Regions from separate parts of the Mus musculus genome. Here regions 1, 3, 4, 5 and 6 are each linked to region 2. The links are chromatin contacts, called in public capture Hi-C and promoter capture Hi-C maps. All regions are on one chromosome and are shown on one strand. The core of a region is the stretch at or near the end of the contact, and the rest is flanking DNA. Distances in the headings are between cores, read along the strand shown.

The links. Promoter capture Hi-C pulls out the DNA fragments that hold promoters and counts their contacts. Capture Hi-C pulls out chosen DNA fragments and counts their contacts.
Region 1: a contact with region 2 is called in a promoter capture Hi-C map of liver, with 5 times the contacts expected there. The contact joins the enhancer-like site here to the promoter of Zfp646 in region 2. A contact is called at or near these places in 6 of 39 promoter capture datasets (fetal liver, hematopoietic stem and progenitor cells, liver and 2 more), 1 of 115 datasets of contacts at active chromatin or transcription factors (pancreatic cancer cells) and 1 of 9 other capture datasets (adipose tissue).
Region 3: a contact with region 2 is called in a promoter capture Hi-C map of adipose tissue. The contact joins the promoter of Ino80e here to the promoter of Zfp646 in region 2. A contact is called at or near these places in 1 of 39 promoter capture datasets (erythroid cells) and 2 of 9 other capture datasets (adipose tissue and liver).
Region 4: a contact with region 2 is called in a promoter capture Hi-C map of liver, with 2.8 times the contacts expected there. The contact joins the promoter of Nupr1 here to the promoter of Zfp646 in region 2. A contact is called at or near these places in 2 of 39 promoter capture datasets (liver and neutrophils), 1 of 115 datasets of contacts at active chromatin or transcription factors (pancreatic cancer cells) and 1 of 9 other capture datasets (liver).
Region 5: a contact with region 2 is called in a capture Hi-C map of macrophages, with 4 times the contacts expected there. The contact joins the promoter of Ypel3 here to the promoter of Zfp646 in region 2. A contact is called at or near these places in 1 of 39 promoter capture datasets (pre-B cells) and 4 of 9 other capture datasets (adipose tissue, liver, macrophages and 1 more).
Region 6: a promoter capture Hi-C map of pre-B cells shows a contact between it and region 2, with 3 times the contacts expected there. The contact joins the promoter of Coro1a here to the promoter of Zfp646 in region 2. A contact is called at or near these places in 4 of 39 promoter capture datasets (liver, neutrophils and pre-B cells), 2 of 484 Hi-C or Micro-C datasets (B cells and the CH12 cell line) and 2 of 9 other capture datasets (adipose tissue and macrophages).

The regions. Positions count from the first base shown.
Region 1 is chr7:126,807,719-126,811,836 of GRCm38.p6, reverse strand. No RefSeq gene overlaps it. Among named protein-coding and RNA genes, the nearest start is that of Aldoa, 11 kb to the right of the region's middle. Within about 2 kb of position 2,601, at least 312 of the 459 cell types and tissues checked have an H3K27ac peak or open chromatin away from gene starts, as enhancers often do. A contact at or near this core is called in adipose tissue, fetal liver, hematopoietic stem and progenitor cells and 3 more, where this site is marked.
Region 2 is chr7:127,874,563-127,878,979 of GRCm38.p6, reverse strand. Zfp646 (zinc finger protein 646) reads right to left here and starts at 1,279. Exons shown (of 3, transcript NM_172749.4): 1 at 873-1,279; 2 at 1-410. The coding sequence starts at 327. Zfp668 (zinc finger protein 668) reads left to right here and starts at 2,144. Exons shown (of 3, transcript NM_146259.4): 1 at 2,144-2,933.
Region 3 is chr7:126,859,344-126,863,794 of GRCm38.p6, reverse strand. It overlaps Ino80e (INO80 complex subunit E), which reads left to right and starts at 1,423. Exons shown (of 8, transcript NM_001370765.1): 1 at 1,423-1,521; 2 at 1,778-2,090; 3 at 2,249-2,319; 4 at 2,503-2,555. The coding sequence starts at 1,466. Hirip3 (HIRA interacting protein 3) reads right to left here and starts at 1,823. Exons shown (of 7, transcript NM_172746.3): 1 at 1,279-1,823; 2 at 1,075-1,195; 3 at 869-977; 4 at 1-626. The coding sequence starts at 1,343.
Region 4 is chr7:126,623,329-126,627,522 of GRCm38.p6, reverse strand. It overlaps Nupr1 (nuclear protein transcription regulator 1), which reads left to right and starts at 2,053. Exons shown (of 3, transcript NM_019738.1): 1 at 2,053-2,200; 2 at 2,490-2,633; 3 at 3,944-4,194. The coding sequence starts at 2,089. The coding sequence ends at 2,620. The region is part of intron 1 of Gm39087 (a long non-coding RNA gene); the gene reads right to left.
Region 5 is chr7:126,774,281-126,778,760 of GRCm38.p6, reverse strand. Ypel3 (yippee like 3) reads right to left here and starts at 1,798. Exons shown (of 5, transcript NM_025347.3): 1 at 1,658-1,798; 2 at 808-990; 3 at 664-707; 4 at 347-455. The coding sequence starts at 924. Gdpd3 (glycerophosphodiester phosphodiesterase domain containing 3) reads right to left here. Exons shown (of 10, transcript NM_024228.2): 10 at 3,116-3,307. The coding sequence ends at 3,134.
Region 6 is chr7:126,702,924-126,707,236 of GRCm38.p6, reverse strand. Coro1a (coronin, actin binding protein 1A) reads left to right here and starts at 2,421. Exons shown (of 11, transcript NM_009898.3): 1 at 2,421-2,585; 2 at 4,063-4,261. The coding sequence starts at 4,064.

The DNA.
Region 1 (4,118 bases), core at 1,352-3,851, 1.1 Mb after region 2:
TGGACCCTTCAGGCACAGACCCTGACAATCTCTCTAGCTTTCTTTTCAGTAACAGAAAGCCCATGGGGCCTGGTGGTGGCAACCTATGCCTTTAGTCTCATCACTTGAGAGTCTCATCACTCGGGCATGCAGATCTCAAGGCCAGCCTGGTATACAGAGTGAGTTCCAAGACAGTTAGAGCAGCATAATGAGACCCTGTCCTGAAAAAAAAAAAAAGATAAAACAACAACAAACAAACAAAAAAGAAGCTCTGGGGACCCAGCCATGGTAAGTGTATCCTGGGAGAGGAGGAGGCGAGTGGTGGTGACACTGTGTCCCAGGCCTCCTCTGCACTTGTGTTTCTGTGTGTGCATGTACATGCATGCACAAGCACACGTGGACAGCCAGAAAGGTTAGGAAAGCTGAGGATATTGGAAGACACCAAGGGAACAGAATGTCTTCATCGGCCAGCAGAGTCGGATTTGGATTTGAGTGGTTCATCAAATCAGTGAGCATTGTCTTCTAGGTGGTGTCAAAGGCTTGGGCTGTGGAAAGAAATCAGAAACAGCCCAGCACTAGCAGTCTGACCGAGGAGGGGCCAGGCAGACACAGAGAAGTCCATACCCTGTGATGAGGCCGGGGAGCGCAGAACCCAACTCAGCACCGATGGTCTGGAGTATGCAACCAGTCTGAAAGGGCGGAGCCGAGCACAGGCTGGAGGGACGAGAACCCTAACCCTAACCCTGTTTATATTCGCATATATGTCCTGGCCTTCCATAGGATGGTAGCAGGAGGGAAAGAAATTCGCTTTACTCTTTTTTTTTTTTTTAAAGATTTATTTATTTATTATATGTAAGTACACTGTAGCTGTCTTCAGACACTCCAGAAGAGGGCGTCAGATCTTGTTACAGATGGTTGTGAGCCACCATGTGGTTGCTGGGATTTGAACTCCAGACCTTCGGAAGAGCAGTCGGGTGCTCTTACCCACTGAGCCATCTCACCAGCCCTCGATTTACTCTTGGAGCTCTGGAGTGAAACCACAGGATGGTCAGGGTGGATGGTGCCAAGTCTGGAAAGCAGTTTTCTCCTGCAGTCGGTGGTGTGATCGGGTGTGAACAGGACCCGGCTGTTCATGCCTGCCATCCGGCACTCAGGGTGAGGCCCAGACCAAGCTACACTATAGCGTGACTTTCAGGACAGCCTGAGTTACAGAATGAGATCTTGTCTCAGCAAGCAAAATACAAACAAAAAAGAAGGAAAAAAAATTGTTGGGTTCAGAACGGAAGCTGAGAAAACTCACTTTAGAGAACGGAAGCTTAAAAATGGAAGTTTTATTTTCTTAGCGCTGAGGGAGGTGGGCAGCTCCGGATCTGATCCGAATTCCTGAAGGGAGACTGTCCAATATTTCTACAATATTTTTATAGGATGGGAACAAAAAGTGACGGGTAACAGGGTAGACTCTTGCATTGACCAATTATATTTTGACATAAAGGGTTAAAAAAGGAGGTCACTTTTGGTGACTGGGCCTTTCCCGGGTCATCTGGTTTCAGATCCTCGCGTCAGCTTTTGCAGCCTGGTCTCCTCCTGGACTCTGGTCTGGAATCTTGAAATGATAAGGGAACAAAGGAGTGGGCAAGTTGAACTAGTCAGTTAAGACTAGTAACACATGTCTTACTTGTGTGCCTTATGGCTTGTGTGCCTTAGTTTAGATAATGGAGATAACAGTATCTTCCTTCTCTGCATCCTTCACTGCTTAACAGACAAACACAAAACATCTGAGGAAGCAGGGTAGGAGTTGAGTTCTGGGGCCTGGGAACATGAGTTAAGTTCTGATTCTGCCATCCAGGTGGAACTCAGTCCTGAGATGGCTGAGCTCAGGAAACTACTCCCTAACAGAAATCACTTTGAAAATAATGCAAGGGCTGGAGAGATGATGACTCAGCGGTTAAGAGCACTGACTGCTCTTCAGAAGATCCTGAGTTCAATTCCCAGCAACCACATGGTGGCTCACAACCATCTGTAATAGGTTCTGATGCCCTTTTCTGGTATGTCTAAAAACAACTACAGTGTACTCATATAAATATAATAAATAAATCTTTTTTTTTAAAGAAAACTGCAAAAAGCGGGGGTTGAGGGGAGCAGAGAGTAATGCTGTTGAAGTGAGACGGGTTGAAAAATATTGATTCTTTCCATACAATTAACGAGGGAAGAAACGGTAGGCTTTGGGTAAGAGGAACGTGGTGCATAGTGTGTCCCCTCACTTGCAAGCCATTTAGAGCATCTGTCCTTTTCGAGGGAGCAGGGGAGTTGTCCTCCTTGTCTCCAGTTAATTCTTCTCTGGTTCCTCTCTGGAAAGTAAAGTTTAAAAACACAGTATGTCTGAGGCAGGCAGTTCTTCCTTTGCAGAAGAGGGAGTGGACCCAGCCTGTCTCCTACGACCTTCAGCATTCGACCAGCATCTCTCCAGGGCCAGCGGTGGCGAGAAGCGTGCTATTTCTGTCTAGTTACGGAGGGAAAGCTGGGAGCTGGCGATTACCTAGGGTCGAAGAAGGCAGGGCCAGTCCAATGAGGCGGGAATACAGTGTTTGGATCTCTGCGGCTGCCGTAGTCGCAGTACTGCGGTCCCCATGGCAACTGCAAGAAGCAGCGCCAACCTTCTGGGCGGTGCTGGCGCCTTGGCGGTTCGGACCTTAGGCGGCGCGGGATCTGTAAACTGCCCGCCGTCGATGGTTGTATGTGCTGTGGCCGCGTGGTCCGAGGGAGCAGGAACCTGGGGGCCGTGGAGGGAGGGCGTGGCCCGGCCGGAGGGGAAGGCGCTGGCTCTCCTGATCCTCGCCTGTCCAGTCTCCATCCGTGGGCCTCAGGTTTCCCACGCAGAACGAGAGAAAGAGATTGGGTACCCCGGATTAAGGGTACTCGATCTTTGAGCCCAGAATCTTCTCTCTTCTGCAGCTCCTGGACAGACTGGCGTTGCCCAGCCCCATGGACGTGAGTCCAGTGCTCTGTGCTCATCCGCCTCTGAGCTCGGACCAGGGGGGGGGCTTTCTATCCAATAAAAAGTCTTCTGGCTTAGGACAAGAGCTGGGAGACAGTGCCCAGGATGGACTTCCCCCCTGAGGTGGCACGTTTCTGGGATTCCTAGCAAGACAGTTTTTACTAGCACTCAGACAGCAGTACAGAGGCCCAGGAGCCAGAGCGAGGAGGGAACCTCTGGGAACTGCTTAGATTTCATCGTGATTGCGGGATAAGGGGTGGGGGTAGAGGCGTAGCCAGGGGCTGGGGTGGGGAAGCTTTGCCCCTGAAATAAACGTTGTTCTGAGTGGAGATGCCCGGGCAGCTGGTGCAGAAAGAAGCAAATTGGAAGAGGGGCCAAGGCTGAGAGCTGAAGGATTGGAAGGTTGTTATGCTGGAGTCAGATTCAAAACTCTGTGTAGAGAAGTATTCCCCAAAGAGCAGTGTTTCCCAGATGACTCTAAAGTGATGGCAGGTCCAGGATCGTGAGTGAGGATGTCAGGGGGACAGGCTGGGGAGTCAGGGTGTTGCTCTATTGCCTTCTCATCTAGTTCTGCATCCCTCCTGGCATCTCATCTCCTGCTCACGGCTTCCTCTGTGCTTCTCCAGGCCTCCCCTGGCCCGTGGAATCCAGCCCCGGCTTCCATCGGCCCTTCCTTGCAACTTCCCACCCCTGCTATCGTCTTCATCGCGGTGGGCATCTATTTGTTGCTGCTGGGCCTAGTGCTGCTGACTAGGCACTGTCTGCTGGTGAGGCGCCTGGTGTGGAAGAGAGGGTAGGCCTTGGGGAAGAGGAACCTGGTGATTAGTGGGGCCCCTCACCTGCAGGTCTTTATCTTGGGACACCTTTGTCATTTAGTCAGAGCAGCTGTCCTTTCCGTGGGAGCAGGGGAGTCTTCCTCTTGGACTCCGGTTAACCATTGTCTTGCCCGTCTCCAGAAATTAAAGTGGAGAGTTGTCCCCTCCCCGATGTCTGGCCCAGATCCTGAGTCTTGTCATCTCCTAGGCCCAGGGCTGCTGCACAGACTGCAGCTCCCCTTGCAGGAAACAAGGTGCCTCCGAGACCCAAGACTGTTGCTGGAGCTGTGCAGAAGCCTGTGACTTCCCTCTGCCCAGTCCCACCCACT
Region 2 (4,417 bases), core at 30-2,529:
AAGGTGTGGAGCGGTTTCCATGGCATGTGGAGGCCCGTGCCTTCGGTGGCTCTCAGGAGCATGAGTCCTCATATGGCTCTGGAGGGCCAAGCGATTAGAAAAATCCTTGCCACAGGTGGTACAGGGGAAAAAAAGAGTCTCATGGTTCCTCTGATGGTTGGCCAAGTTCTCCGGGTGACTGCCATAGGGGTGAGGGATGCCATCGGCTTCCTCCCCGTCCTGCTTAGCAGATGAATGGCGCAGTTCTCGATGCCGTGCCAGTTCTGGGAGGTTAGGAAAGTGGCGCTGACAGTCAGAGCAACTGAATGAGAGGGGCATGTCCTCCATGAGGCAAAGCGGTAGAAAACCCCTGGAGGCTCAGGAGGGACAGACAGGTGGCAGCAGCATTCTCTCTGCAGAAGGGCTGAGGCCTAGAAAGGGGGGACAGTAGTCAGAAGGAAGGATCGAGTCAGTTTTGTTTCTTGGTTACTAAAGCAAGTCGCAAAGAGGTTCCCCAAACATCCATGCCAAGGGACCCGCTCTCTCTTAGGTCTGGAGGTTCAGAAAGCCTCGCTATGCACAAACTCCTAGAAATGTTCCCCCAGGTTTAAGTCATCTCTAGAGCCTGAGAGAAATAAGGAAAATAAAATCTGGAGCCTAGACAGACTGATTTTGTTTTTTAGGTTATATATAATGGATCTTATTGATCTTCAGACTGTGCACTCTATCATTCTGACAACCTAACAAAAATCTATGAGGTGTGTGTTTGTTTTTGTAACAACGAACCAGAACTATTTGCTTTTGAGATATGGTCTCAGCTCACTGTAAAGTTCAAGCTGCTCTGGGATTCCCTCAGTCGCCCAAACTAGTTTCACACTTATGAATTTTCCTACCTCAGACTCCTGAGAGTTGAGATTGAAGGAGACAGCCACGACTGTTGGGCAGGCCTTACACAGACGTGCAACCTTTCTTTCTTCACTCTTCAGCTAAACCGAGTGGTCTGAAAAGAATGGCAGAGCAGCTGCTTTCTTCAGTGGTCACCTATGTGTTGTAGAAGGTAGAGGCCCTCTTAGGGACGAACCTGGCTTCAGTGGTCACCTATGTGTTGTAGAAGGTAGAGGCCCTCTTAGGGATGAACCTGGCCTTTTCAGCATCACACTGTTTCCCTGTTAGGCGTTAGTTTTACTTCCTTTAAGTACATTTAATCCCATTCCATTTCAGGTTGAAAGTTCATTTTATTCTCTGCCTTTTCTATCCCCTACCTACCTTACCTTGCTGTCTCCAACACTTTTCATTCCCTCTTCTACTTTTTCTCTAAATTATGATAGCAACTCAGGCTGGACAGTACCATGGGCCAAGCACTGCTGTTACACAAGTGTATTTGGGGTGGGTGGGTGGCATTTCAGACAGGGTCTTACTATGTAGCCCTCGCTTCCCAAACTGGGACTAGAATCATGCGACACTATGATAAGCTTGTAAGTACATTTACACCACTAAATCCAAAGCCGTGTTACCTCGTTTTTTTACATAAACTCACTTCAAGAGGCAACCTTCATTCCAAAACCAGCAGCAGCTATTCATTTCTGCCACATCATCTGGCCTTTCTCCGGGGCTGACTAGTCTCCTGGGACCCTAGCACAACTATTTCTAATCTCACCAGCTGAGCCTGGTCCCAGAATTCTCACTTCTCAAAACTCCTTCACTCGAGTCCCCTTTTCCTAACCAACCACCATCACATTCCTGTAGAGTCACTCGTCTTTTCTGCCAATTTCTTCTCTAGATCCCTACCTCGCACCAGGAGTGCCTTCTGGTTCCCGCCGCCGGCGCGTCCGTTGGAGGTCGTGAACGGGAGCGCGCCTGCGCACTGGGACCCTTACCCTAACTGCAGCCGCGAGCCATAAGTGGTGGCTGGTGCGAGAGTTCTCGAGCCCATACACACGCACACTCAGCCAGGGTACCCGGGAGTGGTAGCTGAGGGAAAGGTGCGGGAGAGAGGAGGAGGTAGAGGGAGCAGGGACAGCTGGTATGAACCCAGAGTCTAGCCCAGTTCCGCGGACACTTCCTATTGTTACCAGGAACCAGGAAGTGTCCTAGATGCTAATGCTTCCCCGCGAAACTTCCGCCTGGGAACACTTCCTGTCCCTCCCGCGGGCAGTGTTTCCGCACGGACACGCTTCCGGCGCTAGGTTCCGGGTGGGCCCGACTGTTTGTTTTCTTTTTGTTGTTTTGAGACTGGGTCTAACTCTGCAGCCCGGGCCGGCCTCGAGCTCGGAGCAATCCTCCTGCCTCAATTTCCAGAATGCTGGAGCTCCCAGGCAGCGTGAGCCCCCACGCTCCGCTGCGGGCGCAGCTCTGGCTCCGCCCACGCAGGTCGGCGCGGCGTTCGGATGGATTTAAGCCACACTTCCGTCCAGAGCTGCTGAAACCCTTCGCGTGCTTATTCGGGCAGTACGGTCACAGGAAAGACCCTGCAGCCCCGGCTACGGCGCTTTGGTGACACTTTTCACGAGGTTCCATAAAAGCTTCTTCCCAGGGCTGGCGTGGAGGGATCCTCGCTGAGTCCTTTCCTCGCTGTTAGAGGAAATGTGGACTCGACGTGGACGCGGGCACCACAAAGCCCGAGCGCCCTCTCCGCATCGTCCCACCTCCTAGCTCCTGCAGACGCTTCCGGCGACTTGGCGGGTGTCCGCCGTCAATCAGCCCGGCGTGCCAGCCCCTCAGCACCCAGAAACCCTTCGCAAGATACTTCTCTGCTTCCGCAGGCTCGGGGCTGCTTCCCTAAGTTTTTCCTTCCTCCCGAGCAAGGAAGGCGGCCTTCCACTTCCGCCGTCTGCCCGGCGGCCCCTCCCCGCCCTCCCTCCGGGTCCTAGCGCCTGCCCCTCTCCGACTGTCCCGAGCTCCGTCGGCGCCAGGCACCGCCGCCAAAGCTGCGGAGCCTGCGAAAACCGATCCAGGTAGGACACGCCGGCGGGAAGTCGCGGGGGCTCGGGCAGCGGCCCCCGACGCGGTTTGGGGTGCTCCCGGCTTCACGTGTGCTGCCGAGCGGACGGAGTTGACCAGGCGCGAGCATCCCGGGCGGGGCGAGCCGTGAGCGGCCTCGGGCGGGCTGCGGGCCCAGCAGGTCCTAGAACCCGCCCGGTGCCCGCCGGTCAGTGCTTTGGATGCCCAGGCTCAGCGGACGCGACTGCCGGCCCTGCTCGGCGCGGACCCGGGGGTCCTAGAGTCCGCCATGTTCCGGGCTTTTGTCTGAGTGGCGAGGGCCTCGTCGCCGAGTCCTTGGCGGCTGCGCCCCCCCTCCCAGTCCGAGGTTCTGCCCGCCCCTCCCGCGGTCCTAAAGAACGCCATTTTGCAGGTCTTTGTCCTGCTCTGAATCCTCCGTCCATTCATTTCTTCATGCCTTCCTTCTTCATTCATTCTGCCCTGTTCCGCTCGCCGAAGCTACGTTATCCTAGGGTTTAGTCCCAAATGAGTCAGCATACAGCCCCGCTCTGCGGGGGCTGCCTGTCTGGCGAGGACACCCGCACAAACACGGTTGCAGAGAGCGAGGAGCGCTGGGTTTCTGCAGGTCTTGTCCCTCCTCAGAGAGTCTGGTAGGCCCTACTGCCCTGCAAACTCCCGTATGCTGTTCCACTATTCCACTGAAGAAATTGAGTCCCCGAGCGCGATGCATCCCTCATCTTACAGCTCGTTATTATTTTTGTGGGGAATGGAGTATTGGAAGCATGCAAGTATCTTCCCATGGGAGAAGGAAAAGGAGGGACAAAGGGAATTGCATATGGAGGTGGTAAAGTTTGTGAATTGTTGATGGAGCTTTGGTTGCTGACCAGAGTGGACGCTGCTACAGAATCTGAGGGTGGAAAAATGGGATCATGTGAGCTGACTGGTTGTTAGGCCTAGGATATCATTAAACATTCACCACAACACAGTTTCATCAAAAGGCTCAAGGTTTGGGAGGCTTATATGTTGACCTATTTGAGGATTATATCTAGATGCCTCTTTTTTTTTTTTTTTTTTTTTTTTTTTTTTTTTTACCACACCTGCGCTGCTCCCTCAAACCCAGCTTTGGGGACACTGAGTCTCATTAACGTGTGAGAAATTAAAATGTCATCTCTCTTACTGGGTTTCATCACAACAGTAAACAAATTGGAGTACTAGGGTGATACTTGAACCATGTGACCTTGTAAAAAACGGGGCATTTAAGTTAATAAATAGTTGGTGACTGACTCTCACAAACTCCTACAGTGGAAGAGGCAGAGGCTATAGACCTGGGTGTGAATTCCACCAGAAGTTTGCTCTCAGTCACCAAACAGTTTTGGAGTAACAGGTGCGTAGAACAAAGTTCCCTGGACCCGATTGCTGGAGGTGAAAAATTAAGAACCAAATAATAACATATGCTAGTGCTACAATAGTCAAGGGGACAGATGGCAGAAATGTCCAT
Region 3 (4,451 bases), core at 174-2,673, 1.0 Mb after region 2:
TGTGCCTCCTTCCTTCTCTGCCTCCCCCTCCTCACTGCTGTCCCCACTGCCCACTGTGCCCCCTTCCTTCTCTGCCTCGCTGTCTCGCAAGCCTCCAGTTGGCCTCCCAGGCCTGCTTTTCTGCTTATAGCTCTTTCTCTCCCTGGCTGTTCTCTCTGCTCTGTTACTTCTGGATCTGGGCTCACTAAGCTCTTTCTTCTTAGCTGGGCTCTCCTCTCCGCTCTCTTCACTCTCCTCCTGGCAGTTAGCACCTGTGCTTCCCTCCACCTTTGCTCTCTGCAGCACAGCCTCCTCCTCACTGCTCCCACTCTCTTCCCTAACCTGCTTCCTGTCTGCCTTGAGTGGTACTTGCTTGTCTTTGGCCCCAGCTTGCTTTCTAACCTGGCCCTTCTGTTCTTGTTTCATGTCCTCCTCTTCCTCGGTGACCTTACCTGATCTAACAGAGCCCTCTGCTTCCCCCTCACTGCTCTCCTCCAATCCCATCTTTGCATCCAGGTCTGTTTGGTGGTCTTCATCTGTGCTCTCAACTGCTTTCTTTAAGGCTCTTCTTAGACATGTCTTCTTGGTTGTCCTGTTCTTTGTTGAGGGTCCTGAGCCATCTGGACTGGATGGTGAAGAGCTGGATTCTGAAACATGGGGATGGGACTGGATGGATTCCTCCCTCTCCTTCCATCTAGAATAGGATGCTTCTAGATCTACTCTGGTTAAGAGTGAAGGGCAGCAAGAAGCACCACAGCTGTGGCCCCAGCTGGTTCCTGACTCACTGTCCCCCAAGCCCCAGCCTTGCAATTAATACATGCGCCTCGCCTTTTGAAGAAACCAATGATGCTGGAGTCACAGACAGATAAACAGGGAAGAAGGCACTAACCTGACTCTGAATTAAAGCGGAACCTTTTCTTCTTTGGGTCACTGCAGGGAGCAGGAGACCTCTTCACTTTGATAAAGTCTGGCTTTCCTTCCCTGGTACCAGCATCCGCCTGTGGGTGCAGCATGAGGGCAAACCGAACCAAGATGCCCTGCCCCAACCCCTCAGCAACAAACCCTGTCTCTGCTGGCCCAGGGTTAGACCCACACCTGCATTTTCGGCAGCTCCTCCTCCACCAGCCGCTTCAACGCCTGCTTCTCTTCAGGTTCAAGATGATCCCGACCCACGTGAATCAAAAATTTCTGTCGCACGATGGCGTGCGTAACCGAGCTACAGAGACACGTGTCATGACAGAGTTCCAGCCTAACCCCTCCCCTTCACAACCCAGACTCTAATACCCAGACTCTATGCACCTGAGGTCCGGGCAAGCTCGAAAGAAGCTGCGAGTGAATTTTCGCATCTCATCTCCCGGCGCCATTTTGCGTCACCAGGGATTGGTTGCTCCCGCCTTTTTTTCTTCAAGGCTGGTTTCCCGAGCGACAGTAGTTTGCGCACGCGCAGTGCGGCGGCTTCGTGAGGAATGGGACCGTTGAGCCTCCGATGTGGAGCACTGAGACGGAAAACTTTGGCCGACCTTGCTTTTTCCTGAGCAGCTGGTGGGTCTTGAGCGAGGTTTCGACTCTTTGCTAAAACTACGTGTTAAAATTTTCGCTAGAAGCCGGTTCGGCGCCGGCAGTCTTTATAACGTAATCAGTTCAATCAATCCCTGTGGTCGGGATTAACAAATTAGGTCGCTTGTTTCGAAAGGCAGAAGGGAGACGGTATTCTCGCTAACATACTGAATTTCTGGTTATATTCTTTTGGTTCCAAATCTTTATAAACAGTTTACAATCAATAATTGTGCCCCCCCAGTGTCCAGCTCCTCTGTGACCTCAGCTCACCGCGAAGCCACTGGAAGCAGCGTTCCTTTCGGGTCTTCCCCCAGGAGGGCGGGCGGTGTGATTACGCTCCCCGCGCGCGGAGGACGCTGGGAGTTGTAGTCCGTTTCATACGGCGTTGCAAAGTCTCCGGAAGTGGAGGTGTGAGAGGCCGGGCGGACTTGGGTAGCGGGACTCTACTCCGGGGCGTTTCTCCCTGGCGGGTCATGAACGGACCAGCGGACGGCGAAGTGGACTACAAAAAGAAATACAGGAATCTGAAGCGGAAGCTCAAGTTCCTCATTTACGTGAGTGCCAGCGTGGGGCGGTTGTGGAGTGTGAGGCCTAACTCGGAGAGGACCTCAGTTTACCCATGTGGTAAAGGGGGTGAGTAGGGAGAGATGTCTCCGGGTTCTGGGTCTTTTATGGATTGCTCTTGGCTCAGCACCCGCCCTGTCCGCCGCAGGAGCACGAGTGCTTCCAGGAGGAGCTCAGAAAGGCGCAAAGGAAATTGCTGAAGGTTTCCCGAGACAAGAGGTAAGGCATCTTGTGGGCACGAGGGCACTGTTAACTCCCAGGGAATCCGTTCTTACGCCGTCCCGGAACAGGATCCCAAATGCATGCAGTCTTAGGAGGATCCAGTGGGTCTCCTAGGAGGGACTAGGTAGGGCTCAAGACCACCAAAATGGGGATACCCACCCTCCTTCCCACTTGTCTCAGTTTCCTTCTAGATCGACTTCTGCAGTATGAGAACGTGGATGAAGACTCCTCTGGTGAGCAAAGTCATGACCACTTTTAGGAAGATATGAGATACTGGCCCTTGAAACACGTGTTCCTAGGTCCACCCTCCTAGGGTCCGGAAGCTGATGCAGGCCCCTCCAATGGTTCTTAAGCCTAGTTGCTGCCTTCTGTCACCTTCTTCCTGTTTTGTCTTTTTTCACCCCATTGGACAAGGTTTCTCTGTGTAGTCCTTTTGTAGACCAGGCTAGCCTGAGGCTAGCCTCAGAAATCCGCCTGCCTCTGCCTCCAAAGAACACACCACGCCTCTGGATTTTCAAGTATTTCCTTATCCACTGTGTTCTAGGTACTGTGCTTGACACAGGCTGGCAAAATGAAGGAAGCCTCTGGCTGCTTGTCATTTCTATCAGTTGTCTATAATAAGTGAAAAAGTAAACTAGAAAGATAAAAGTAGTAGCCATTCCTGTAGTGCATGCCAGAGGCAGAGGCATAGAGTTTGTTACTGAGGCCCAATCTTTAAGAACAAAGGAGACTAACAACTCCTGAAAGCTGTCCACTAATCTCAAAACACTCGCTATAGCATGTAGGTATCTGCACAAACACACTAATGGTATTGAGAAGAAAAGTGGTTTTCTAGGATTTTTTAGAATTATTTATGTTATGTATATGAGTACACTGTAGCTGTCTTCAGACACACCAGAAGAGGGCATCCAGTCCCATTACAGATGGCCTTGAGCCACCACGTGGTTGCTGGGAATTGAACTCAGGACCTCTGGAAGAGCAAGCAGTCGGGCTCTTAACCACTGTACCATCTCTCCAAACCACAAACTAGAATTTTAAGTGATTGGCTAGAGCTTGACGAGGATTAAAGACGGCAGTAACTGCAGAATAACAGGCTGGGTTTCCTTTGCAAAGAGTCAGGAAAATATTTTACTTTATAAAATACTGTCATTGAAGCAAAAACTGCATGGCTCATGTGAAAGCAGCCACAGCCAGCATATTAGGAAACAAAACAACTCGTGTTTTATTAGAATTTTTATTTGTGAGCATGACATTTTGTATTTTATGTAGTTTCATAATCTTTATAGCGTTTTGCTGTTGTTGTTTGAGGTGTAGTCTTCATTTGTAGCTCTAGTTGGTCTTGAACTCATAGTCTCCTAACCAGGCCTCCCCGGTGCTAGAGTTTCATGCTTGTGCCACATGCCCACCCACCTGCGTGGTTTATTTTTTAACATACTTATTTTATGTGCATGGGTGTTTTGCCTGCCTGCCCTGCACACACAGTCCCTTCTGAGGTCGGGGAGGGCGCTGACGGAGTTACAGACAGTTGTAGGCAGTGAAGCGAGTGCCGGGAACTGAACCCAGGTCCTCTGCAAGAGAAGCCAGTGCTGTGCTCTTAGCTCCTGAGCCCACACCTAGTTTCTTTTGAGATAGCTTGTTGAGGAGCACAGACACTTGTTGCTGAACCTGACTGCCTGAATTCAATCCCCAGGTCTTACACTGTAGGAGACAAGGTTCTCTTCAGCTGTACTCTGACCTCCACGTGAGTGTGCCCATATGCACACAAATAAGTAAACGTAACTCTTTTTTTTTAATTTAAATATAAGTTTCAACCTAGCTAAATGAAACTATGTTTCAAAGAAAAGGGGGTGGGTTGTGAAGCAAAGTTTGGTGGAACAGGCCTTTAATCCCAGCCCGTCTTGAGAGGTACAGGCAGGAGAACCATGAGTTCATACGGCTACACAATGCTGTCTCTAAGTAAAAATGAAAAGCTACAAATGCAAAACCCACCTGGGCATGGTGCCTTGTATCTGTAATCCCAGCATTGGGAAGCTGAGACAGGAGGATATATCGCTCTAAGTTCCAAGCCGGCTTGAGCTACAAAGTAAGACCCTGTCTCAAATAAAACTAAACAAATGAGAGCCAGTTAG
Region 4 (4,194 bases), core at 804-3,303, 1.3 Mb after region 2:
TCTCTGATTCCTAAATAAGATGACTATGCTAGTATCTTTGCCTTTTTATTACCTCTTGGTCTCTGGGTTCTCAGGTTTTTTTGTTTTTTTGTTTGTTTGTTTTTTGCCTCTTGGCCACTTGGTCCAAGGTTCCTCTGTCGACCCTCCTCTCTTCTCTTCCCCCTGTCTCTTTCTCTCTCTGTCTCCCACAGGCCCTGTTAAGTCTGCTGGCCATGTTCACTCTGGACTCTTGCAGATAGCTCTGCTTGTGCTCTCCCTCATGTCTACACTAAACCTTCTCCACCATACCCAGGAGCCGCATGGCCTCTGCTTTTTAATTTTTTCATTCATATTTCTGACGACGACGACGGTGACAATGATGATTCACCTGTTCGTTTCCTATAGAGTAAAATTTGGGGGCATGGGGAGGGTCTGGGAGGAGTTGGAGAAAAGAAACCTTGATCAGAATACATTGTATGAAAACTTTTTTTAAAATAAAAAAAAAGTAGAAAATTTCATTTCACATGCTTTTTATTTGAACTTAAAATTCATACTAATTCTTATCAAACAACCCAAGGGAAGCTAGTATGGACTGAAAAAGCTTACTATTAGTTCACACTTGATTCATACTGGCTGGGTGTGGTGATGCACACCTTTAAACCTGGCACTCAGGAGTCAAAGGCAGGTTGATCTCTGAGTTCAACACTAGACTCAAATCTGGCCTACAGAGCAAGTTCTTAGCCAGCCACAGCTAAAACAGTGAGACTGCCTAAAAAACAAGGCAGGGGGTATCAAAGCACAAATACCTGTTTATTTCATTCTGCCCTCAATATATTATTTAAATTTTAGAAGTCACACGTATTTATTGTGTGTGTACATGGATAGGAATGTGAGGGTCAGAGGACAATTTATGGGACATTTTTCTCTCCCATACTGTATGGGTCCTGGAAACCGATAAACTCAGGTTGTCAGGCTTGGTGGCAAGTACTTTACCCATTGAGTCATCTTGCCAACACACAATATTTTATTTTAAATTCCTTTTCTCCACCCTTTTTTTTTTTGAGGGGGGAGGGTCAAGGCAAGGGCACTGTATGGGAACCCATGGGAAGTTGTGACTAATCCTTACACTGTTCCCGCTTGTGAAGGTTTTCCAGGCCTCATGAGTCTGCAACCTCTCACCAACAGAGCCAGATAGAGTTATCCTCTGTTAAAGGGGGAACCTGAAGCAATCAGAGAGGGAAAGTGACGTGTCCAAGGTCACACAGCAGGAAACACTGGATCTGAGCTGACTTGTGATCCCAGCATTTAGGATGAGGAGGCCAGAGAATTGCAAGTTCAAGGGCTAACCTGGGCTCCATAGAAGGATTCTGTCAGAAAGAAAGGTAGAGGGAGGTGGATCAGGAATCAGAGTGTGGAATCCAGGGTATTTGCTGTCTCTACCAGCTAGCTATCCTCCATCTTGCATGAGGAAGAAGTCCCTGGGGACTCTGTTGAAGGGGACTTTTCACAAAAATAGAAGCCTTGGGTGTGACAGGAACTGCTGACCAAGCAAGAAGTGGGTCAGTGTCCCTCCTCCCTCCCTTTTCAGTATGTATGCTGCCACTACCTCCTGAATCTGAACCAGACTACAGTGTGTGTGTGTGTGTGTGTGTGTGTGTGTGTGTGTGTGTCTGTCTGTCTGTCTGTCTGTCTGTCTAACTATGACCCAGGCCCAGGAGGGGCTTGTGGCAGAGGCTGAAATGATAGGAAGGACTGGCCTATCTGAGGCCCTCTGCTCTCCCTGGCCAATATCCCAAAGACTGTGCCCAGATCCTGTCTGCTTCCTCCGCCCCTGAGGCGAGAGCTTTCCACGTGGAAAAACACAGCTGTGCTTGGGTGAGTCCTGTGAGGGAGGAGGGAGGGGAGGGTGCTCCTCTCTGCTCAGGACTGCTGTCTATGGGCCCAGTTCTGGGAAAGGGCCAGATTGCATCAGACAGGGCTTGGAGGGCGGGGGCCAACCCCGTGGTTTAGGGAGGAGACAGCGTTATAAGTAGGGTGAGAAACTGGGAGAGGGCAGACATTCAGACAAGGAGACACAGGCAAGACTTTGGAGAGAGCAGACTAGGCATAATGGCCACCTTGCCACCAACAGCCAACCCTTCCCAGCAACCTCTAAACCTAGAGGATGAAGATGGAATCCTGGATGAATATGATCAGTACAGCCTGGCCCATCCCTGTGTCGGTAAGGTTTTCGTGGTAGCTCCTTGGTCAGCCCATCTGCTTCTCACTGGGTACCCCGGTTTACCTTTCCTAGCTAATCTATTCCCAACTCCCAAGTAACCCCTTCTAGTCTCATCTACTGAGTTCTGTCTCCCTTAGCCCCAAGAACTCACAAGTGAGCATCTCTCATTCTATACTTGAGTAAACAGCAAGGATAGAGTGCTTCAGACGTGAAGACGTGACCGCCCCACTCTGGCCATTTATATGCCTGTCCTAACCTCACACACCTCCTCTACCTCCTGCTCCACCAGTCGGGGGAGGTCGGAAAGGTCGGACCAAGAGAGAAGCTGCTGCCAATACCAACCGCCCTAGCCCTGGCGGGCATGAGAGGAAGCTGCTGACCAAGTTCCAGAACTCTGAAAGGAAAAAAGCCTGGCGCTGAGACGGAGCTGGAGGTGAGTCGGGAGAGCCGGGCCTAAGTGTGCCGAGCGGGAAGCGGGGAGCCAAAAGCTGGTCCTGGTGAGATGGCGCTGCAGGTAGAGGCTCTTGCAGGCAAGCAGGACAACCTGTGCTTGATCTCTGGGACTCGAGTGATGAAAGGGGAGAGAACCAACTGCAAGCTGTGTTCCCAGGGAGCCCTGCAGATAGATGTCCAGGCAGGGAAGTGATAAGAATGAAAACCCCATTCAGACCGAATTCCATCAGCTTGGATCAGATTTCAGGGCATCTAACGCCAGGCGGTTCACTGTCAGCATATTTAAAACACAGTACAATTTGGGAAGAGGTTTCTAGGCAACAGTCAGGTCCATCAGTTCAATTCCAGGAGCACAATAAAGCTTGAGGTGTGACTACACTGAAACTCCATGAGGGTGGGTTCTAGAGCTAAAGGCCTAGAATCTAGAGTGGTCTCTGACCAATAGCATGGAGGTCATCAGGCAGATGTGACATCTCTCCTAAGAGTGGGTAATGGTCTAGGGAGGGGAGAGTCTGGGATTATCATTCTGGAGAACTTGAGTGAGGTCGGCTTCTATAGCAAAAGCTGGGGAGGTCTGACTCCACACAGAGCCAAAAGCTCACCAGGTTGTTAACAAAATCCACTCTCAGATTTCTGAGTGGAATGCAGGTATTTGACTTTATCTCCTGCATTGAGGAGACACACGGCATGATTAAAACTTCTGGTTCTTAGTGCTTCTCTTGAGTACAAGGACCTCTGTGCCCCCAATGTCCACCGACTTCCATATGCTCAAAGTAGCACACGAGAATACGCATGTGCGCACATGCATGCAAACACATTGGCATATCAATAAATGAAAAAAATAGTGTTGGCCGGACAGTGGTGGCACACGCCTTTAATCCCAGCACTTGGGAGGCAGAGGCAGATGGATTTCTGAGTTCAAGGACAGCCTGGTCTAAGAAGTGAGTTCCAGGACAGCCAGGGCTATACAGAGAAACCTGTCTCGAAAAAACAAAATACAAAAAACAAAAACCAAAACCAAAACAAAACAAAACAATAGTGTTGTGACACTATTTTTATTCTACATCTAAAATAATATGAGACCCGTATTTGACTGAGCTCCCTGGTAACCAGAGGTGGGGGGAGTTCCCATGGAGCCTTTCCAATGGAGAGGAAGTTTGGTTTATGGAAAGGGAAACTGAGGCAGATAGAGTCAAGTACTTCTCTAAGGTAATAGCAAATATGAGTAGGAAAGGTGGAAGTCAAACTCTGATCTCTGTCCCTTTCGTTGCCTGCTTTCCCTCTGCACAGATAAGGCCAGACCACAGACACCACACCCAGCAATGGATACAGGACATCACACCCAGCAATGGATACAGGACATCACACCCAGCAATGGATACAGGACCTTGGAGAAATTAGGAGTTGTAAGCAGGACCTAGGCCTGCTTGATTCTTTCCCACCTAAGTGAGGTTCTGGAGAGGGAGCCCTTCCACCCTTCCAGACCCAGCAAAAGGGCAAGATGGGAGCAAGAAGCAGAGGGTAGACGGGCAGAGCTAGGA
Region 5 (4,480 bases), core at 549-3,048, 1.1 Mb after region 2:
AAATGTCCTAGCATCTTCAGACCTCCTTGTCTTCTGGAACAGACTCTGCCACCAGAATAGCTGTAATGATCGAGAGACTATGTGCCATGTGTTCACATGCATGGCAGATAAGCAATTGATAAATGGTGATTCTACATGATGCTAATCATCTAGGACAGGGGTGCAAATCCTTCGAGGGAAGAGAACACCCTCAAAGCCCTGCAATGGACAAACGCCAGTCACTGGGGAAAGAAAGCCAGTTTGTGCTGGGCCACTGGTACTCTGAAAGGCAAAGGCAGATACTTTTAAGGAAGAAGGGATGAGGTTAGGTCAAAGGCCAGCCTAGGGTCAGAGATCTCAAACTCACATATTTCCAGCCCAAAGTGGTCTTGCAGTTCTCACAGTGGATGTCAGCGACAGCATGAAGACCTGTCAGCAGCACCCGCTCTTCTGCTGGCCCGCAGCCCACATTCACTCTGTGGGGACAAAGGGTAGTCCCAGGGAGGGTCTCAGCAGCCCAGAGCCACCCTCTAGCTAGTATGTTAAGTGTCTGGTCTTAGCCTCTAAGAGGAGCCTGATCATGGCTTCCTGTCAGAAACAAGGGACTCTGGGAATATCAGCATACCAGGGAGTCACAGGTCACAACAGAGGTCAGGAAAAGAAAGGAAGGAGATGAATACTCACACAGAGTTGAAGAGGTAGGCACGTCCCTGACTGCCCTGGAAGGACTGGAGGGTAGTGGGGAGACGAGAGGAGGGGGTTAGGGCTATTGGTGGGGAGTTGCCAGGCAGCCCATTGCCATTCTAGACTAAAATGTGACCTGCTTACCTTGGAGATGAGGTCGTCGTGGTTGGCCAGGTGAGCACGGCAGTGGGCACAGCTATACCTCCGGTGACAGTCATCCAAGTAGGCCTGAAACGTCTTGGGCTTTGAAATCCGCACCATGGCGGGGGCCAAGGGCAGTGGCCCCACGCGGGGAGCGGCCCACGGGGAGCAGAGGGAGCCCAGTGCCTGCCAGGAAGGAGAGGTGGACGATCAGGACTAAGGCCACACACATGTAGACAAGCCCAGAACTATGGGGACTCTGTCACACTTGGCTGCTCTCTCCTTTCCCTAGAGCCAGCAGTCTCACCAGGGACCAGAGTCATCTCAGTTTTGACTCACTGAGGAGGCCTCAGGTTGCATCAGCGGGTAAACTGAGGCTAGGAGGAGCTCTAGGTGAGTCACCCACCAGCTTCTGGCCTCACCCCTGCTGAGCTGGCATCTGAACTGGCATCTGAAACGTGAAGAAGGGGCTTCAGAGTGGATGGGCTGCCAGTTTTCAGTTTTGAGGAATGGGGGGGGGGGGCAGAAACTGACTGGTCCTTGGGACCCTAGTTGGACTAGTGATAGGGCAAATGTGGGGTATATGGAGTTCGCTTGGGGAAAGGGTCTCTCACCTGGAGGAGGCAGGCCTCCCCAAAGGAAGAGGGTCCCCTAGAGAGAGGAGGGGTTTTTACCTGCAGGCGCTGAGCCTCATCTCCGCCGAGGGGAATCTTACCTGCATCGCCAAGCCTTACCTGAGACCCCGGGGCTCACCTGGGGCGAGGGGATGGGGGCGTGCGCGGGGGAAGGGGCAGTCCTCGCTTGCGGGGCGGGGGCGCGGGGCAACGCGCAGAGACGTCGGTCCAGGCCTCACCTCGCCTGGGCGCGTGGAGGGCCCGGTCCGCGGGGTGGCCTGGCCTGGGAGTGGGGGGCGCTCCTGATGGGCGCCGTCCCCCCCGGCCCGGTTCACAGCCGCCTCGACTTGTTTACACCGAGACCAGCTGCTGCCGCGGCTGCGGCGGGAGGGGGAGGGGGCCGGCCTCCTGTCCCGGCGGCCTTCGTGGCCAATCGGAGCGCCTCATGCAAATGAGGGGGCGCGTCATACGGCGGCCAGCGCAGGCTGGGCTGCCCTTCCCCCTGCTCCGGGCTCCCGCTAGCCGTCTCGCCCGGAAATGCGGCTACGACTTGCAGCCTAACCCAGAGGCTAACCCGGGCGTGATTGCACCTCTGCTGCTCTGCTATCTCGGGTGCTCAGAGACAAGGATCCTAACCCGGCATGGGGCTAATAAGAGCGTGTTATCTGTATGCAAACCCCTGGGAAATAGTCGTAATTGTCTTCGTTTATCCACAGACCACTGTCTCCATTTGACCAGTTTCCTGAGGCTTGGAGAAGAGATCCTCTCCAGAGATTATCCAGATGGTAAGAGTCAAAGTTGGAATTCACACTTTTCCCAAGCACGTGGAACAGATTGTTAGAAGGGAACTAAAGGTGTCCTTCTATTAGACTCCCAGGAACCAACGCTTTAAAAATCTCTACTGCTGAGCATCATCTGCTCCAGGCATTCTCTGGTATGCCTGACCTCGAGGTTTCTGTAGGTCTGACCCCAGTGAAAATGTCTGTTTAATCGTGTGTCTGGTATACTTAGACTTGTGTTCACTGCAGAGTCCCAGGAACCAGGCAGGCTTGAAAAGTGCTGCACTGGGAATATTTATTAAATGAACTCCAATGTTGGAGATCAGAAAGTGGACAGCAGGTACTGTGGGAGAGCCTGCGAGCTAATCCATGCCTGCCTGCTGCAGTACAGCTCAGCACATAAGGTGCCCAACATCAGTAACATGAGGAAATTCCGTCCCTTGCATATGCCTGGGTCTCTTAATGGTTTCAGGACAACCACTCATCTCTGAATCTCTAGAGTCTAGGTCCAGGACGCTTGGGCTAGCATGCTTTAGAGTGGAGGCCAAGCTGGCACAGGGTGTGGTGCCACTCTGCTGGGTCTGGAATGTAGTGGAACAAGTGGGCCAGCCTACTGACACCCCCAGGCTTTTATTTGCAGGGGTGTCAGTGGGCAGAGTCTCACTTTGTAGCCCTGGCATTATAACTCACAGAAATCCACCTGCCTCTGCCTTCCAAGTACTGAGGTTAAAGCCTAGGCCTAGCTCACCACAGGCTTTCTTGATCTCTCCTAAGATGCTATGTGCACTTGCTTGCAGTAAACTCTGAGCTGCATTCATGGTATGCAAGCCTTCTACCACCAACTTCCATCCCCAGCCGCTAATGCCATCTTTTTAGCCTCCCGAATCGACCCTCCAACCCCTTGTTCCATGAACTATGTTACTGACAAGAAAATATTTATTTTTTAAGAGAAAGACAGGACAGGGCCTCAGGCTGAGGAGGCTGGGTCTCTTCTTCCTGCTTGTCCAGGTAGTGTCTCAGGGCTGTGGGGTAATCGGTCATGACGCCATTGGCTCCCAAGCTGAAGGCCACTTCAAAATCCGATTCTTCATTAAGGCACCAAAATAGCACCTGAACAGAGGAAGAAAACAAGTTAGTTTCCAAACACCAACCCCAAGCTTCCTTTCGCGTCCAGGAGGTGGCAGCCCCTCCTTCTGCACAGACCTCCCAGAACCGGGTGTCCTGGAGCTGATGGTTATCTTTTTTAGAAATTTCCAAATTGGTTATTAAACACAGCTCCTGTCAAAACTTAGGTATAGGATCTTGGAGCCAAGTGTGGCCATGCATGTTTGTAACTCTGCACTTGGGAGGCCATCTGGGCTACACAGAGTAGCAGCCCGCTGGGGTTAGCTAGTAAGCCTCTGCCTCAAAAACAAATACATAAACCATGTAATTACATGAACTTGCAGTTGAACAGTCTCAGAACTCAGGATGCAGAGGTAGGTGGATCTCTGCAAGTTTTAGGCCAGGTCTATATAGTAAGTTTTAGGCCAGCCAGAGTTGACAGTGAAACATTGTCTCAAAACAAACAAGGAATTCAATAAAAACAAAAGTAAAGCTCTTAGTGTGGTGGTACAATGTTTGTTTTTATAGCACCGAGATAGAAGGGAAAGGAATGCAAAGATACCTTGTGTTACACAGGGAGTTCAAGGGCCAGCCTGGGCTGTATGAGACCTGTGACAAACAATCCAAGAGCTGGGGCTGTTGCTCAATGGTTTAACCCTGGCCTCTTATGTGCAAAGCCCTGGGTTTGATTCCCAGTACTACAAAACAAATCAAACACAAACACACACAGGGGCCAGTGACATGACTCAGCAGGTAAAGTCACCTGAGGAGCTGCGCTAGATCCCCAGGAACCACAGGATGGAAGGAGAGGACTGAGTCCTGCAACCACACCCTGTGACCTCGACAGGAAGTGTGGGGTGTGCCCCCCCCAATACATGTAATATATGTTTTAAGTTAGATACTGAAAAGCCCATCACTGATTATTTTATAATTTATGGTCTCCTTTCCCTTCCCTCTCCTCCCCTCTCTTCTCCTACTCTCTCTTCTCTTCTCTTGTTAGGGTCTCATGTAACCAAGTTGGCCTCAGACTCTTGGACCTTGGACTTCTGTCCTGTTTCCATCTCTGGTGCTCAGGTTTCGGGTATGTTCCACTATACCTGTTTTTTTGTTTTTTTGTTTTTAAATTTCTTTTTCCTTTGCTGTTCTTTTTTTCAATTTATTTGCATTTATTTTAAAATT
Region 6 (4,313 bases), core at 1,172-3,671, 1.2 Mb after region 2:
TGTGTAGCTCTTGGAACTCATAGAGAACTCATAGCTCTTCAGGCCAGGCTGGCCTCACAATCAGAGATCCGCCTGCCTCCACCTCCCAAGTGCTGGGATTAAAGGCGTGTGCCACCACCTCACGATTTAGATTTTTTTTTTTTTTTCCTGAGACAGGGTTTCTCTGTGTAGTCCTGGCTGTCCTGGAACTCACTCTGTAGACCAGGCTGGCCTCGAACTCAGAAATCCACCTGCCTCTGCCTCCCAAGTGCTGGGATTAAAGGCGTGCACCACCACTGCCCGGCCACGGTTTAGATTTTTAAGTTTTATTTTATGTCTGTGGTAGTTTGAATAACGATGGCCCCCAGAGGGGCTCATACGTTTGGATGCTTGGATCACAGTTGGTGGAGTGCTTGAGATTAATGTGGGGTCTTATTGGACATTGGAGGAAATGTGCCACTGAGAGTGGGTTTTGATGTCTCAAAAGTCCACACCAGGCCCAGTCTCTGTCTCTGTCTCTCTCTGTCTCTCTCTCTCTCTCTCTCTCTCTCTCTCTCTCTCTCTCCATGACTGTGGATCAGAATGTAGAGCTCTCATCTACTGTTCCAGGACTATGCCTTTCTGGCTCCCCCCTCCCCCGCCCCCCAAGGTGATCATGGACTAACTAACCCTCTAAAACCGTAAGCAAGCTCCTAGTTGAATTCTTTCTTTTATAAGACTTGTCTTGGTCATGGTGTCTCTTCACAGCAATAGAACAGTAACTAAGGAAATGTGTGTGGTTGTTTTACATGCCTGTATGTATGTGCATCACATGCATGCCTACAGATGGTTTGTAAACCACCATGTGGGTGCTAGGAATGAAATAAATCCTGGTTCTCTGCAAGAACAGTGAGCGCTCTTCACCACTGAGCTGTCTCTCTAGCCCGGCACCTAGCTTATGTGATGCTGGAGGCCATGCCTTTATGCATGCTATGAGGTGTTCTGCCAGCTGAACTCCATTCTCAGCCCCATTACTGTTATCACTTTAGCTGGAGACTCTAGAGTCGCTGGCTACAGTCACAGAGCCTCAGGCACTATCCAACCCTGTACTGAGTAACTGCAGAACACTTCAGACTACACCTTACGCACCGCACCGTTAGCTGTGAGGTGGGCAGGACTTCTTGTTTCTCTCCTACAGAAACTGAGGTTCAGGGAGGTGGGGCCTCTTGGCCAAGATCACACGGCTAATCAGTACAACTGGAGCCCCTTCTGTTCTTTCGAACTACTTCTACCTTAAAGAAGAGTTTCTTCTGACTGGGTCTTGCTATGTAGCCCAGGCTGGCCTCCTGCCTCAGCTTCCTGACTACAGATGACTGTCAGCACACCTGTGTCCTTGAGCTTTGCTGACACTGCGCCTCAGCCCCCTACCCTTCTCCAGAGCCACTTGTGGTGTTTCCTCTTCCTCCCAGGATAGCCCAAAGCTTTGGTAAATGGCAATAATGAAAAGAACCAACATCTTTTGGGTTTTTGAAACAGGGTCTCACTATGTAGCCTTGGTCTGGAGCTTACATGTGGACCAGGCTGGCCTTGGTTTCACTGACCCTTCTGCCTCTGCCTCCGTAGTAATGGATTTACAGGTGTGGGCCACCATATCTGACTGTAAGACCCCAACACTAATTAATACCTGCCACTCTGTAGATGCAAATCCAGCTATCCTTGGAGTGACCATCTCCATACGAAGGCAGGTAAGACTGTTATAGACAGGAAACTGGGGCTGAGATTAAATTAACCTGCCCAAGGTCACTCAAATGAGTGACAGCCAGGAGTCACAACAATGGTTCCAGCAAAGGCCTTTCTTCCTCTGCCCTTGCTACCGTGACAACCCACTCCCCTCAAGGGACAGGAATGGACCACAGCCCAGCTGTGTGTGATATCAGACTTCTGTGTGTACTCAGTGGCTTTTAAACTGTGTCAGACGGACTCCCGACTCCCTCTTCTCATGGCCCGAGAGCTCTCTAGAGGGGGAGCACTACTCATTTGCCTCCATAGCCCCAGCACAGAACAGGTGCTCCATAATGCCCAGTTATTTTACTTCTTCCGGGCCTCAATGCCACGAAGCAGAGGACAAGGGTGTCCCCGCTGAAGCCCTAAATCCCTAGAAAGGAGAAATGACCCCCCCAAGGCCTCCCAGAAATCCATTTGGGGTAACGACAGGAGAGGTCCCTCCTGTAGCAGAGAAGGCTCTCAAGCTGGTTGAAGCCGTTCTAAAGCTTTCTCCGGTGCCAGGGAAAGGACCTCGAGGAGGCAGCGGGCGGCTGGGGGAGGGATGAAGGAACGGGATATTTTTGCGTTCTGACATTAAAAGAAGAGTTGATTCGCGTCAGCATCTGTTCGGGGGTTGGAGCTGACAGCATGGGGAGCGGTCCCAGTCTTGCAGCCCTGGAGCGAAGGGCCGGGCCTCCATGAGCTCCGCCCAAAGGGGCGCTACCACCCGGAGGAGGCCGGCGCACGGCCGCTGCTCATTCATTGTCTTGACAGAGCATCCTCGGTGGCCAGCCTGCAGCTCCTCCATCCTTCTCTCCTTCCTCCTCTACTTGGGAGGGGTCACGCTCAGCTCTCCGCAGCAGGTGAGGCTGGGCGCCGGGGGAGGGCTGGTCACAAGGGCCAGGCAACGCTGCCATGGGCCACCTGTGGGGCCAGCGCCAGTGTGGGGGCAGGACTGTGGGACTGTGGGGGCGGGCGAGCTGTCAGAGCCACCAGGCTGGGGACAGAGAGCCGGTTTGTGAGCCCCGCCAGGAGGATCGAGGACGAGGGAGTTCGAAGGGGCAAGTAGGTCCCAGAGTGCTCCAAGGTGAGGGCTAAGGACCATCGTGACCAAGATGGAGGTGGGCTCCTGGGAGCGGCCGTAGCTGGGCTCAGAACCTATGCCCCGGGGAGGGAGCTTCTGAAGGTGGGGGATGCAGGGTGGGGTGAGCCAAGTAGCTGCCCTGAGCTTTGAGACAGGAAGGGGTTGAGTGCAAAACAAGACTAAGTTCCCCTTTCCGTGGTTTCCGGGCTTGGTACCTGGGTGGGGGAGGAGGCCGGGTGGGGCACATCTTCCGCCCCTACCTTGGATTGGGCTTTCCTTCTCCCAAATCCAGACTGCTCACTGGGGTCTTGTGTCCCCTTCCTGTCTTGGAGACTTCACTCAGGCACTTCACCTGCTTTTATTTTTAATAGACCTGGGAGCCTCCTTGGTGATACCGGGGTGTGCGAGGACTGGAGTCCCAGCACGAAGGGGCTGAGTCCCCCATTAAGGCAGAGCAGATGGGTGAGGCTGGGGAGGTGGATAGAGGCTCTGGGCAGGATGCCTTCCACAGCGCAGCCGAGGTTCCTTTACTGAGCAGGAAGGAGGAGGGATTGGGCACAGGATAGAGGCAGCCCCTGGGCTTCACTAGCTGGCTGCCTAGCCACAGTGGGTAACCATCTTAGCGGACCTCAGGGAAGTCAGGGTGGGCCTCTCCTGAGTGTAGTTTAACGGAAGCAGAAATGGCTCAGAAGAACATCTGCTTTTTTTCTGAGCGGAGGTTAGGAGCAGAGGTCTGGGGAGATGCTGGGACCCAAGCCATTGCTGCTTCTTGTAGCCAGAAACCTGGGGAAGCCATCCTGCTACTGCATCCCTTCCTAGGCAAGCTGGCTTGCATCCCTCTGTGTGCCATCCCTGAGCTGGAAGGCCAGGGAGAAGCCCTGCCCTGCCTTTAGGAAGCTCTGTGTGAGGGATGTGGGATCTAGAAGAGTTCGATAGGAGGGAACCTATCTCCAGACTGTCTGGACCACTAGGAAGGAGGCACTGTGTCTTAGTCAAGAACCAGACCCTTGGAGCCACACCATAGCAGGCTGTTGTAGGGGCTGATGGTGCAGGATTGAGGGTGTGGCTTGAAGTGCCTGGGAATTTGACAGAAAAACTGGGGAGGGTAAGCAGGGAGATAAGCAAGCTGTCAGTCATGGTCAGGGTGCCTCAGACGCCATGCTGGAACCCTCAAGGCCAGGCCAAGGGTTGCTCTGGGGATGACAAAGTGCGGCTGGGATTGACCCAAAGAAAAGTTTACAATCTGTATCCTTCAGGATGAGCCGGCAGGTGGTTCGCTCCAGCAAATTCCGCCACGTGTTTGGACAGCCAGCCAAGGCTGACCAGTGCTATGAGGATGTGCGCGTCTCACAAACCACTTGGGACAGTGGCTTCTGCGCTGTCAACCCCAAGTTCATGGCTCTGATCTGTGAGGCCAGTGGGGGAGGGGCCTTCCTGGTGCTACCCCTAGGCAAGGTGAGCTTCCGGAACCTCAATGGTCCTGGGGAGGACTCTGCTGTCCATGGAG